3 separate regions of the Pan troglodytes genome follow, and regions 1 and 2 are each linked to region 3. The links are chromatin contacts, called in public HiChIP or PLAC-seq maps. All regions are on one chromosome and are shown on one strand. The core of a region is the stretch at or near the end of the contact, and the rest is flanking DNA. Distances in the headings are between cores, read along the strand shown. Region 1 holds the start of LRRC25 (leucine rich repeat containing 25). Region 2 holds the start of LSM4 (LSM4 homolog, U6 small nuclear RNA and mRNA degradation associated). Region 3 holds the start of MPV17L2 (MPV17 mitochondrial inner membrane protein like 2).

What was found. HiChIP or PLAC-seq counts read pairs in DNA pulled down with a chosen protein or histone mark.
Region 1: an H3K4me3 HiChIP or PLAC-seq map of stem cell-derived excitatory neurons shows a contact between it and region 3, with 7 times the contacts expected there. The contact joins the promoter of LRRC25 here to the promoter of MPV17L2 in region 3. A contact is called at or near these places in 1 of 7 Hi-C or Micro-C datasets (stem cell-derived neural progenitor cells) and 1 of 1 datasets of contacts at active chromatin or transcription factors (stem cell-derived excitatory neurons).
Region 2: a contact with region 3 is called in an H3K4me3 HiChIP or PLAC-seq map of stem cell-derived excitatory neurons, with 2.2 times the contacts expected there. The contact joins the promoter of LSM4 here to the promoter of MPV17L2 in region 3. A contact is called at or near these places in 1 of 7 Hi-C or Micro-C datasets (stem cell-derived neural progenitor cells) and 1 of 1 datasets of contacts at active chromatin or transcription factors (stem cell-derived excitatory neurons).

The regions. Positions count from the first base shown.
Region 1 is chr20:21,047,839-21,051,551 of NHGRI_mPanTro3-v2.0_pri, forward strand. It overlaps LRRC25 (leucine rich repeat containing 25), which reads right to left and starts at 2,391. Exons shown (of 3, transcript XM_009435028.5): 1 at 2,216-2,391; 2 at 948-1,735. The coding sequence starts at 1,726.
Region 2 is chr20:20,973,480-20,977,079 of NHGRI_mPanTro3-v2.0_pri, forward strand. LSM4 (LSM4 homolog, U6 small nuclear RNA and mRNA degradation associated) reads right to left here and starts at 2,348. Exons shown (of 5, transcript XM_016935508.3): 1 at 2,090-2,348. The coding sequence starts at 2,092.
Region 3 is chr20:20,841,285-20,844,654 of NHGRI_mPanTro3-v2.0_pri, forward strand. It overlaps MPV17L2 (MPV17 mitochondrial inner membrane protein like 2), which reads left to right and starts at 1,784. Exons shown (of 5, transcript XM_001173861.8): 1 at 1,784-2,128; 2 at 2,524-2,694. The coding sequence starts at 1,942.

The sequences.
Region 1 (3,713 bases), core at 1,141-3,640, 210 kb after region 3:
TGGCGGGCGCCTGTAGTCCCAGCTACTCGGACTCCTGAGGCAGGAGAATGGCATGAACCCGGGAGGCGGAGCTGGCAGTGAGCCGAGATCGCGTCACTACACTCTAGCCTGGATGACAGGGCCAGACTCCGTCTCAAAAAAAAAAAAAAAAATCATCTAGTGGTGATGGGACTTTGTAGGGCACCTCTTTAGTATCTCATGTGTGTCATGGGGAAATGGGGGGCTGTCCCCACTCTATGGAGACAGAAATGGAGGTTCAGAGACAGCCTTGGGTCACATGGGACCTGGGCCTATGCTGCTGACCGCCACCGCAGAGCCCCAACTCCGCTCAAGCAGTTGCCTCCTGTCTCCCCATCCTTGGCCGCCAGAAACTGGGTTTACAGGTCATAAGGAGGGGAAGTTTGTCCCATATATGGGAACTCACTTAATTCTTACCCCAACACACTATGATGGGGGCTGTAATTCTCCCTCATTTTACTTTATTTTATTGATTTTATTTTTGAGATGGAGTCTCACTCTGTCGCCCAGGCTGGAGTGCAATGGCATGAACTTGGCTCACTGCAACCTCTGACTCCCAGGTTCAAGAGATTCTCTTGCCTCAGCCTCCTCAGTAGCTGGGACCACAGGCGCCCGCCACCACACCTGGCTAATTTTTGTATTTTTAGTACAGACTGGGTTTCACCGTGTTGGCCAGGCTGGTCTCATACTCCTGACTTCAAGTGATCCGCCTGCCTTGGCCTCCCAAAGTGCTAGGATTACAGGTGTGAGCCACCATGTCCAGTCCTCTCCCCATTTTATAGGTGAGGAGACTGAGGCTCAGAGAAGTAAAGCTACTCACCTAAGATCCCACAGCCTTCAAGCGGCAGAGCTGGGATTTGAACCTCGGCCATCTAGGTGTGGAGCCTTATTATTCACCACTTTGGCAGGTGTCTCAGTGGCTTACTTACCCTTGTTCATCCCACTGGTGCTCGGCTGCTGGCTGGCCCACAAACATGTTCTCATAGTCGGGAGTGGAGGGGCAGGATGGCACGGCCACTTGGGGCTTGGGGGCGCTCCGGCTGCCGTACCGTGGCTGCAAGCCTAAACTGGGCTTGGGCCCATCCTGAGCAGCCCAGGGCTTGTTCAGCTCCCGGCTTCTGGCCACTCGGCATCGCCAGAGTCTCCAGGCCAGCACAGGACCAGCGATGGCAAGTCCAAGAAGCAGGCACCCGCTGACCACCACTGCCCCGATAGTTGCAGAGGCCAGGCCAGGGGCGCAGCTGACCTCCAGGAAGGCAGAGAGGTTGTGCTGGGAGCTGGTTGTGTCCCAGCAGAGCAGAGGCTTCTGGCCAGAGCAGTTGTCTCGGCGGATGTCGTGCCAGGACTCCAGGGCACAGTTGCAGTCAGCCTGCAGGTCAAGGTCACAGCGGGCGGCCAGCGCCCCATCCACACGAGACAAGGGGTTGCGTAGCACGTTCAGGACCTCAAGCTTCTGCAGGTGGGCAAAGAAGGTCACTGGAAGCTCTCGCAGGCCGTTTCCAGACAGGTCAAGGAGAATCACGTTGCTGGCCCGCAGAGACTGGTTGTGGGGCAGGCTCAGGCTGAGGCCACTGAAATTCAGGCACGTGGCCCTGAACTCCGCGTTCCAGTCCACATCCGCGGAGGACACGGTGCACGACAGTTCCAGGCTGTCTGACTCCGGCAGCAGCAGCGGCAACAGCAGCGTCCATGCCAGGGTGCCCCCCATTCAAGCAACCTACGTAGAGACACCGGAATCCTAGCCCTGACCTCAGCCCTGTGGTCGCCCTCGCCTCCACCGCCAGTGTTTATTATTATAGCTCAGACCAGCTCAAGCCGCTTCTGAAATGGTAAAACGCAGCCCCAGTCTGGTCGCCTCCTTTGGCTGGTGGGCTGCCTCAGTCTCCCCTTCTGGGGAATGGGTAGATAACCCCAGCGCCTAGCGGGCTTGGAAGGCGAGGAGGAGATCCGGGCCAGTTAACCCCTTCTTCTATGTCCTGAACATTTGGGGCGCCCTCGTTGGCCAGGACGGGACCCTATGCAAATAAGCGGTTGCCTTGGAAACGGCCCCGCCCCCTGATCACGCTCCCGGTATCTCCCAGAACCGCGGGTCGCTGGGAAGTCCTGGGATAGGGTGGAGTGGGGGCTGCTGAAAGGATCCTCCCAGGTCTGGTTTGCAGTCCCTGCACAGGTGCAAGTTCTAGAGCTTCAGTCCTACCTTTTGGGTCCCACTGCCACGCTTTTGCCTCTGCGATGCTGGAAAAGCGACGGCGCCCAGGGGCTGCGTCCTGGCCCACCTGGACACCGGGGCCGCAGCGGCCACGGCCGGCACAGTCCGCAGCGCTGCTGGGGTCGCTGGCGTTCCTCTGGCTCTGCACCCAGCGACTCAGGGGGAAGAGGAACTGGTGTCTGGGTGGAGTGCAGAGGGGAAGAATGAAGACAGAGATCCGCCCCCTTGCAGGGCCTCAAGGTTCTCACCAGAGGTGGATGGAGGGCAAGGGGGAGGGGTGGCCCAGAGTCCCTCTTCCCTCTTGCTGGAACCCAGTGACTCCATGTCCTCTATTAGCACCCCAACCGACTGCCACCTCATCAACTCGCTTCTCGATCTCAGCTTGGCTGGTTCCCAGCTCATGCAGTCATTTATTCATTCAACAAGCATCACCCACGCTGGGCCCCCAAGAGGCCTCAGCCCTGACCAGGTCCTCAAGGAGCTATCTTAAGAGAGGACAGAGCTGGACATAGACACTCCTAGTCCCATGCAGTCAAGGAAGGTCCAGAGGGAAAGACAGGGTCCTGGAAGGCTTCCTGGAGGAGGAGGCATTACAGTTGGGGCTTCAACGCATGAGTAGGAGTTCACCAAGATTCCCCAAACCTATCATTGGCTCTCCAAGCTCCTCCAAGCCTCTCCCACTGAGTTCTTGCACAATGGCACCTCTATGCTGGAGGGGACAGTGAGGAGGGCTCCCAGCAACTTGGGAAAATGTAGCTGGCTGGGATAGCATGGTTAGGAGTGGAGAGGATAGAAGGAATTGGTGGTGGGGGAAGAGGTCCATGTGGAGCCAAGGCAGGTGCGTGGGCAGAGGGGCACTGGCTCAAGAAGTCCTTCTGGAGTGAGCCTGGTGTCTGGGGTGGGCAACGTGGGGAAGAGGCTGAGGTCCCAGAAGCAGATGGGGGCCTGAGGCAGACTGGAGGGGTAGTAGTGACAAAAGTGATACTGAGGAGGGGTGGGCTGGGAGAAGGCCTCACCTGAACCTGGTGTCAGGTGGACCAGGTTCCAACCTATGCCAGCCCGACTCACTGTGCCACCTTAACTGCGTGTGACACCATGTCCACAGCTGTCAAATGCACAGAGGCTTCTCCGGGATCTGGGAGGCTGGGAGTCCACTCCCCCACGTTTTCCCCTCTCCTCGGCCTCTGTCCTTCACATCGCCAAACTCCGAGAAATGGTCAAAGGCTTTGAATGGAGACCTTGAAGAAAAAGCAGGAAACTGCTCTTCAATATGTCCAGAGATGCTCATTCTTGCCAGGTGCAGTGGCTCACGCCTGTAATCCCAACACTTTGGGAGGCAGAAGTGAGCAGATCGCTTGAGCCCAGAAGTTCGAGACCAGCCTGGCCATCATGGTGAAACCCCGTCTCTACTTTAAAAAATACAAAAATTAGCCAGGTGTGGTGGTATGTGCCTGTAGTCCCAGCTACTCAGGAGGCTGAGGCAGGA
Region 2 (3,600 bases), core at 1,098-3,597, 130 kb after region 3:
TCTGGAATCTGGTTCTCAGGTCTAGATCCACGAGGACCTAAACCCAGTGCCTCCTAATTCAGGAAGCTGTCCAGGACTGCCCATCCCTGCTGCTAACCTAGGCCACTCCTTCTGGCCCTGCCCTGACGACAGGGAACTGGAAGTGTGTATCCTGTGATGGCTTGTCCATTCTCGACCACTCCTCCAGGAAACAGCTGGACAGCCAGGACTCTGGATGTTCAGAAGGTGGGAAGGGGCTGAATGAATGAGTTCATACTTTGCCCACGCACCGTTCTACACACTGGGAATCTAGTCGGAAGAAAAACGAAGATCCTGCTCCCACAAAACTTAACACAGGGATGGATCCTTCCAGCTCTGCCCAGTCTTACATGCGAACTCTGCCCTCTAAGTACACGGCAGAGAGGGACAGGCTCTCTGAATCTTGCACTTGAAATCGCCTCTGCAAAAATTGTAACAGGAAATTATGACAGTGAAAAGAGATCAGACCTAACCGACTCCATTGTGCTTCTAACCTTTATGCCATCCTTGCTTATTCCTAGGTATAGGCCAAACTAACCTTGGGAAGGGATTTAGTTTATAGTTTGACTCTGGAACAAAATTGGTAATAGCCCTTTCCCGAAAAGACCCTCTTCTTGCCTGGGGACCAGTCTGTCTTTGTAGGACTAACAAATAAGCTACAAGATTAGAAATTACCATTTAGGGGTCATACAGCCTCTGGCTGCAAGAGTCTGAAACTCCCCAAATTGCTCCTTGGGATAACATCACTATTATAAAATCTAAGATCAGTGCTTGAGATATTTTGCAGACCCTGTACTTGACGGATCAGCTGACACTACCCAGACCAGTAATCTGGCTCAACCAGTCCTGCGATCCCACCCAGGAACAGAAGACAGCAAGAAAACCTCACTTCAACACTCCTGTCGATGACTCCATCTCCAACCTCAGGAAGCTCCAACCAATCAGCACCCCCCACTTCCTGAGCCCCTACCCACCAAATTATCTTTAAAAACTCGGATCCCCTAATGCTCAGCGGACACTGATTTGAGCAATAATAAAACTCCGGTCTCCTGCATAGCTGGCTCTGTGTGAAATACTTTTTCTCCATTGCAATTCCCCTGTCTTGATAAATCTGTCTAGGGAGCAGGCAAGGTGAACCCATTGGGTGGTTACACACTGACCAGCCGGATTTAGGGAGAGTTCTCACTAATCCACAGTTCTGATGCAGCCACCCCTGGGGGACCCTCCTGGTTACTGAATCTCCCACTGTCTCACAGAGTCTGGAAGTCACATCCCCAACAAGGGCCTTGGTTTCTCTCATTGAAAAAAGAAGGACCAGATGCTGATGGGCCAGGAAACTCCCAGCTCTGAATTCCTTTTCCGATCTGCACACTGGGGGACACGGGCACTTTCTAGCCCAGATCCAGAACTTCCAGAATCATAAACAATGTGGCCCTGCAGAGACCTGGGCCGCAATTTTTCCTTCTTTGTACTGGGAGGATGTACTTTGTCCACCCCTAGCTCAAAACGCCCCCTTCCGCTGGAATGACATGCTATGTGACCCAAGGAGAAACACCACACCCCAGCACCAGGCCTGCTTTTCAGCCAGAAACCAAGAGGCCTAGGAGGCTGTGCTGCTAGCATCTTGCAAGCTCTGAAATTCCTAAAACTAAGTTTCACAACTCAGACTGGCCCCCTACTTCCCAGCACTCTAGTTTTCAATCAGGGAGGTCAGACTGGGCCCGAAGCGTAAGGGACCCCTTCCCTGCCCAAAAACTCTCTGCTGCATTTGGCGGATCCCCACCTTTTTTTTTTTTTACTTCAGTTTCCCCACCTGCAAACTGGGAAAACTAAGGCGAGGCCACTGTACTGTGGATACAAGTCCGTGCAACCCTAAATCCCAGACACGAACGTGGTAGAGCCACCTGCAGTCTCCGGCCTCAGTTTCCCAGCCTCGTGCCGGGGGGCGGGACTCGAGGCTCGGACCTTACGTTCGCCCCGCGCCAACCAAGCCCACAGCGCCCGCCCGCAGGGATCCCAACGACTGCTGTTCCCGCCTCCCGGTGAGACCCCGCAGTTGCCCTGCCCTCACCATGGTGCCGGCGGGGACCGGGCTCGCCGGCCACTTCCGCCGCCGCCGCTGCACACGCTCCCGGCGGTCGTCGCCGCGCCGCGCGCCACTAAGCTGAAAGAAAGTGGCAGAGACGCAAGCCAGTCAGCACCGGGCTCGAAGGGCGGTCAACCAATCCACGCGGAGTAGGGCGGGGCCCGCTGGGCGAAAGGGCGGGGCGGGCCGTGTTCCCGCCGGAGGAACGAGGACGAGAGCCGTAAAGTGCCGCGGCTTGTAATGTAAAAGGAGGCGGAGCAACGCGCGCCGGCGCGGGGTGCATTGTGGGGAAATGCGTGCGCAGGTGAAGCCTTCGTCGGTCTCCTGGGCTCCACGCTGTGGGCAAAGCCAGTTAATGCCTTTCGTTTGCAGTAGAGAGAGAGAAATCGAGGCTTCGTGGGTGATTGGGCCGTGCCTGATGTTGCCCTTCCGACTCCTAGTTTTCTGATTCTGTAATTATCCAGGGAACATCATTTAGTAGGTTGGAATCCTGACCACGACCCTCGGGGCCTCAGTTTGCTCCCTGTAAATAGTAGTGTCTGCTCCAAAACGTTGCTTACTGTAAGGATGAAATGAATGAAACCATGTAAAAGCACTTAAAACAGCATCTGGCACATATTAAGTACTTATTACCTACTCTGTGCCTGCTTCTGCTCACAGAAATGAACAAAACACAAAATTCGTGGCCCTCAGGGAGACAGACAGTAAATAAAGTAAATAGGCGAATGCTATTAGTTTTCTGGGGCCTGCTGTAACAAATGCCCACACACTGCGAGGTTTAAAACAACAGAACGTGATTTTCTCACAATTCAAGAGATCAGAATAATGAAGTGAGGTTGTCAGCACGGTTGGCTCCCTCTGGAGGCTCTGAGGACAATCTGTGTGTCCTATGCCTCTCTCCTGGGTTCTGGTGGCTGCTGGGAATCCTTGGAGTTCTTGGCTTGTAGATGCAGCCTTCCGCGTTCTGCCTTTGTCGTCACTTGGCCTTCTCTGTGTGTCTCTGAGTCTCAAATGTATCTCTCCTTTTTTTTTTTTTCTTTTTCTTTTTTTTTTTTTTTGTAGTAGAGACAGGGTCTCCCTATGTTGTCCAGGCTGGTCTCGAATTCCTGGGGTCAAGCAATCCTCCCTCCTCTGCCTCCCAAAGTGCTGGGATTACAGGCGTGAGCCACCGAGCCCGGCCGCTCCTTTTTCTTGTAAAGGACACTCCTTTCTCTTATTAAGTCCACCATAAATTTCAGGATAATGTCATCTCAAGATCCTTAATTACATCTGCGAAGACCCTATTCTTTTTTTTTTTTTTTTTTTTTTTTTGAGATGGAGTCTCATTCTATCACCCAGGCTGCAGTGCAGTGGTGCGATCTCAGCTCACTGCAACCCCTCCCTCCTGGGTTCAAGGGATTCTTCTGCCTCAGCCACCCGAGTGGCTAGGATTACAGGCACATGCCACAATGCCCAGCTAATTTTTGTATTTTTAGCAGAGACGGGGTTTTACCATG
Region 3 (3,370 bases), core at 534-3,033:
AAATGGCGTGAACCCGGGAGGTGGAGCTTGCAGCGAGCCAAGATCGCGCCACTGCACTCTAGCCTGGTCCACAGAGCGAGACTCTCTCTCTCAAAAAAAAAAAAAGAAACTCCGTAAAACATTTAAAGAGGTTAATTCTGAGCCAAATGTGAGTGACCACGGCCCTAGGCACAGCCTTTTTTTTTTTTTTTTTTTTTTTTTGAGACAGTCTCGCTCTGTGGCCCAGACTGGAGCTATCTCGGTTCACTGCAACCTCCACCTCTCGGGTTCAAGAGATTCCCCTGCCTCAGCCTCCCGAGTGGCTGGGATTACAGGCGCCCACCACCACGCCCCTGGCTAATTTCTGTATTTTTAATAGAGATGGGGTTTTACCATGTTGGCCAGGCTGGTTTTGAATTCCTGACCTCAGGTGATCCAGCTGCCTCGGCCTCCCAAAGTGTTTGGGATTACAGGCGTGAGCCACTGCGCTTGGCCAATCCCCACCTTCTTGACTGACCATTTAAAAAATGTAAGAAACACCTTTAGCTCATCGTGAGCAGCACAAAACAGGCAGGGACAGGATTTGGCCCTGAGACAGGAGAATAGGTCTGGAGGCAGGGAACATAAGGCCAAATCAAATGGAAACAATTCAGCTATGACAGGAAATATCTTCTCCATTTAAAGAGGGCATACATCCAGTAAATGACTTTGTAACTTTACTTCATCCTCTTCATTTACATAGGACGTACATTAAGTAACCAGTGAAAACCTCTAGAGGGCATTTAAACCCCAGAAAATTCTTAAACAGGTCTCTTGAGTCCGTATGCTCCACTGGCTCCCACCCTGTGGAGTGTACTTTCGTTTTCAATAAATCTCTGCTTTTGTTAAGCTTCATTCTTTCCTTGCTTTGTTTGTGCACTTTGTCCAATTCTTTGTTCAAGATGCCAAGAACCTGCACACCTTCAACAGTTAACAGCCCACAGGCAGTAGTTTGCGAGTCTAGTAGAGAATGCATAGGGATTTCCACTGAAAATCATTTTTTAAGCCAGTTACGGTGATTCACGCCTATCATCATCCCAGCACCTTGGGAGGCCAAGGCGGGTGGATCTCTTGAGGTCAGGAGTTCGAGACCAGCCTGGCTAACATGGCAAAACCCCTGTCTAGACCAAAAATACAAAATTAGTTGGGCGTGGTGGCCCGTGCCTGTAATCCCAGCTGTTTGGGAGGCTGCGACACGAGAATCGCTTGAACCCGTGAGGGAGAGGTTGCGGTGAGCCGAGATCGCGCCACCGCACTCCAGCCTGGGTGACAGAGCGAGACTCCATTTCAAAAAAAGAAAAAAAATCATTGTTCCCTACGGGAACGGTATAATTAGGATATAATTGTTTCTGGCCACAGATCACACCCCTTCTGGTTAAGTCCAGGAGAATCTGGAAATACGGAGGGCAACCAGGCCAGAAGGCGTTGTAACTGCCTAAGATTGACCAACCCTAACGCGGGAGGCGGGACGACGGTCACTGATTTGCCAGCGTGATGCCGGTCTGCGACTGGCCAGTGCCGTCCTGGGCGTGTCGGTAGGACGGGGCTGCGGCGGTTTCGCATAGGCTGGCACAGAAAGGGGCGGGGAAACAAGAGTGCAACGTTACCAATCGGCATGCGGGACGTAACGCAATTCTTTTTTCCGATTGGTCCGTGAAGCTCGGGAGGTCGTTGGGGGCTCGACCTTGGGATAGAACGCCTGCCTTTTATTGGTCAATACTCTTCGAGGCGGGCAATGTGGCTCCCCGAGGCTGCCTGCGATTGGTGAACGCGTCGCGGCTCGGGGCGGACCTGCGGACTGAAGATCCTTATGCGATTGGCCGGAGAGCCGGAGGGACGGGCAATTTGGGATCAACAGTGACTCGCGACTGGTCGGCGCGGCGAAAGCAGAGCGGCGCGCCGGTTCCTTGGTTCCTGAGGGCGATGGCGCGGGGTGGCTGGCGCCGGCTACGCCGCCTGTTATCCGCGGGGCAGCTTCTATTCCAGGGCCGCGCGCTGCTCGTCACTAACACGCTGGGCTGCGGCGCGCTCATGGCGGCCGGTGATGGCGTGCGCCAGTCCTGGGAGATCCGCGCCCGGCCCGGCCAGGTTTTCGACCCACGGCGCTCCGGTGAGGACGCCATGCTGCTTAGCCCTTCACCCCGGGCGACCTTTGATCCCGACACCCGACTGCGGGCCGTGACCCCTGACCCGTGGCCTCAGTCCCCCGCAGGACCCTTGCCCTGACCGCGCCTCTCCCCGGGTGTCTGTCTCCCCGCAGCTCTGGGTCTCCATCACCTCACAACCCCTGGAGGTCTCTGCCCACTACCCAGGAGCCTCTGGAGCCGCGCCTCCTGGTGGGGCTTGTAGTGGAAGAATGCACGGGTGGGCTCTTCCGGTTTTCCCGGTGAGGCTGAGGCTCCGGGATGGCATTGGGCTTACCCAGGCCTTAGCCAGGGAGGGAGAGAGGGAATGGACTGAGGAATTTGCCGGCCCGACCCAGCCCCCTGACTTACACTCTTATAGCGAGCATGTTTGCGGTGGGCTGCAGCATGGGTCCCTTCCTGCACTACTGGTACTTGTCGCTGGACCGCCTATTCCCTGCGTCTGGCCTCCGAGGCTTCCCAAATGTCCTCAAGAAGGTCCTCGTGGATCAGCTGGTAGCCTCTCCATTGCTGGGCGTCTGGTACTTCTTGGGTAAGGAGCCTCCTAAGCCTAGGCTTTGCCTCTCATAGGTCGGGAGGGGTGGAGCCAGCTTTGTGTTAAGAAGGATGCAGAGGTGCATTTCCAATGTGCCCCCTGTTTGGGTCGCCCTGGACTAGGAGCCAGGTCACAGCGGGGACAGGACAGACTCGGCCGATGTGAACGCTGGCGAGTGTAGGAGGGACGAGGACGGTATCTGTTGGGGCCGCCCTGGGCGGGAGGTTGAGAGCATTTCCCAAAGAAGGGGACCACACTCAGTTGAGACATGAAGAGGGAACCAGCGGGCAGAGGGAACAGCTAATGCAAAGGCTCTGAGGCCTGAAGGAAGAGAAATTGAGGCTAGACTTAATGGGGTGCAACCGTGCCAGCCCAAGGCTCGGTAAAGACAGCGGTATTAATAGAGGAGTCTCTCATTCTCCACCTCCCAGCCCGGCTTCCTGGTCTGTGATGGAAAAGTAACACAACTCCCTCAACTTCAGGGTGTCTCCATTGGGGCACGTGTTTATATGTTTATAACCTCTCTTTCTCTCACTGGGACTGACTTGCTCTGTTTTGTCCCTACACCAGCTACCCTAATTCTCTGTCCATCCCATCTGAAAGTCCCTGTCCCTCTGCCCGGGGTGGGCGGCGTGGGTTCTCAGGGGCCCAACCCCGCCCCCTCCATCGTCAG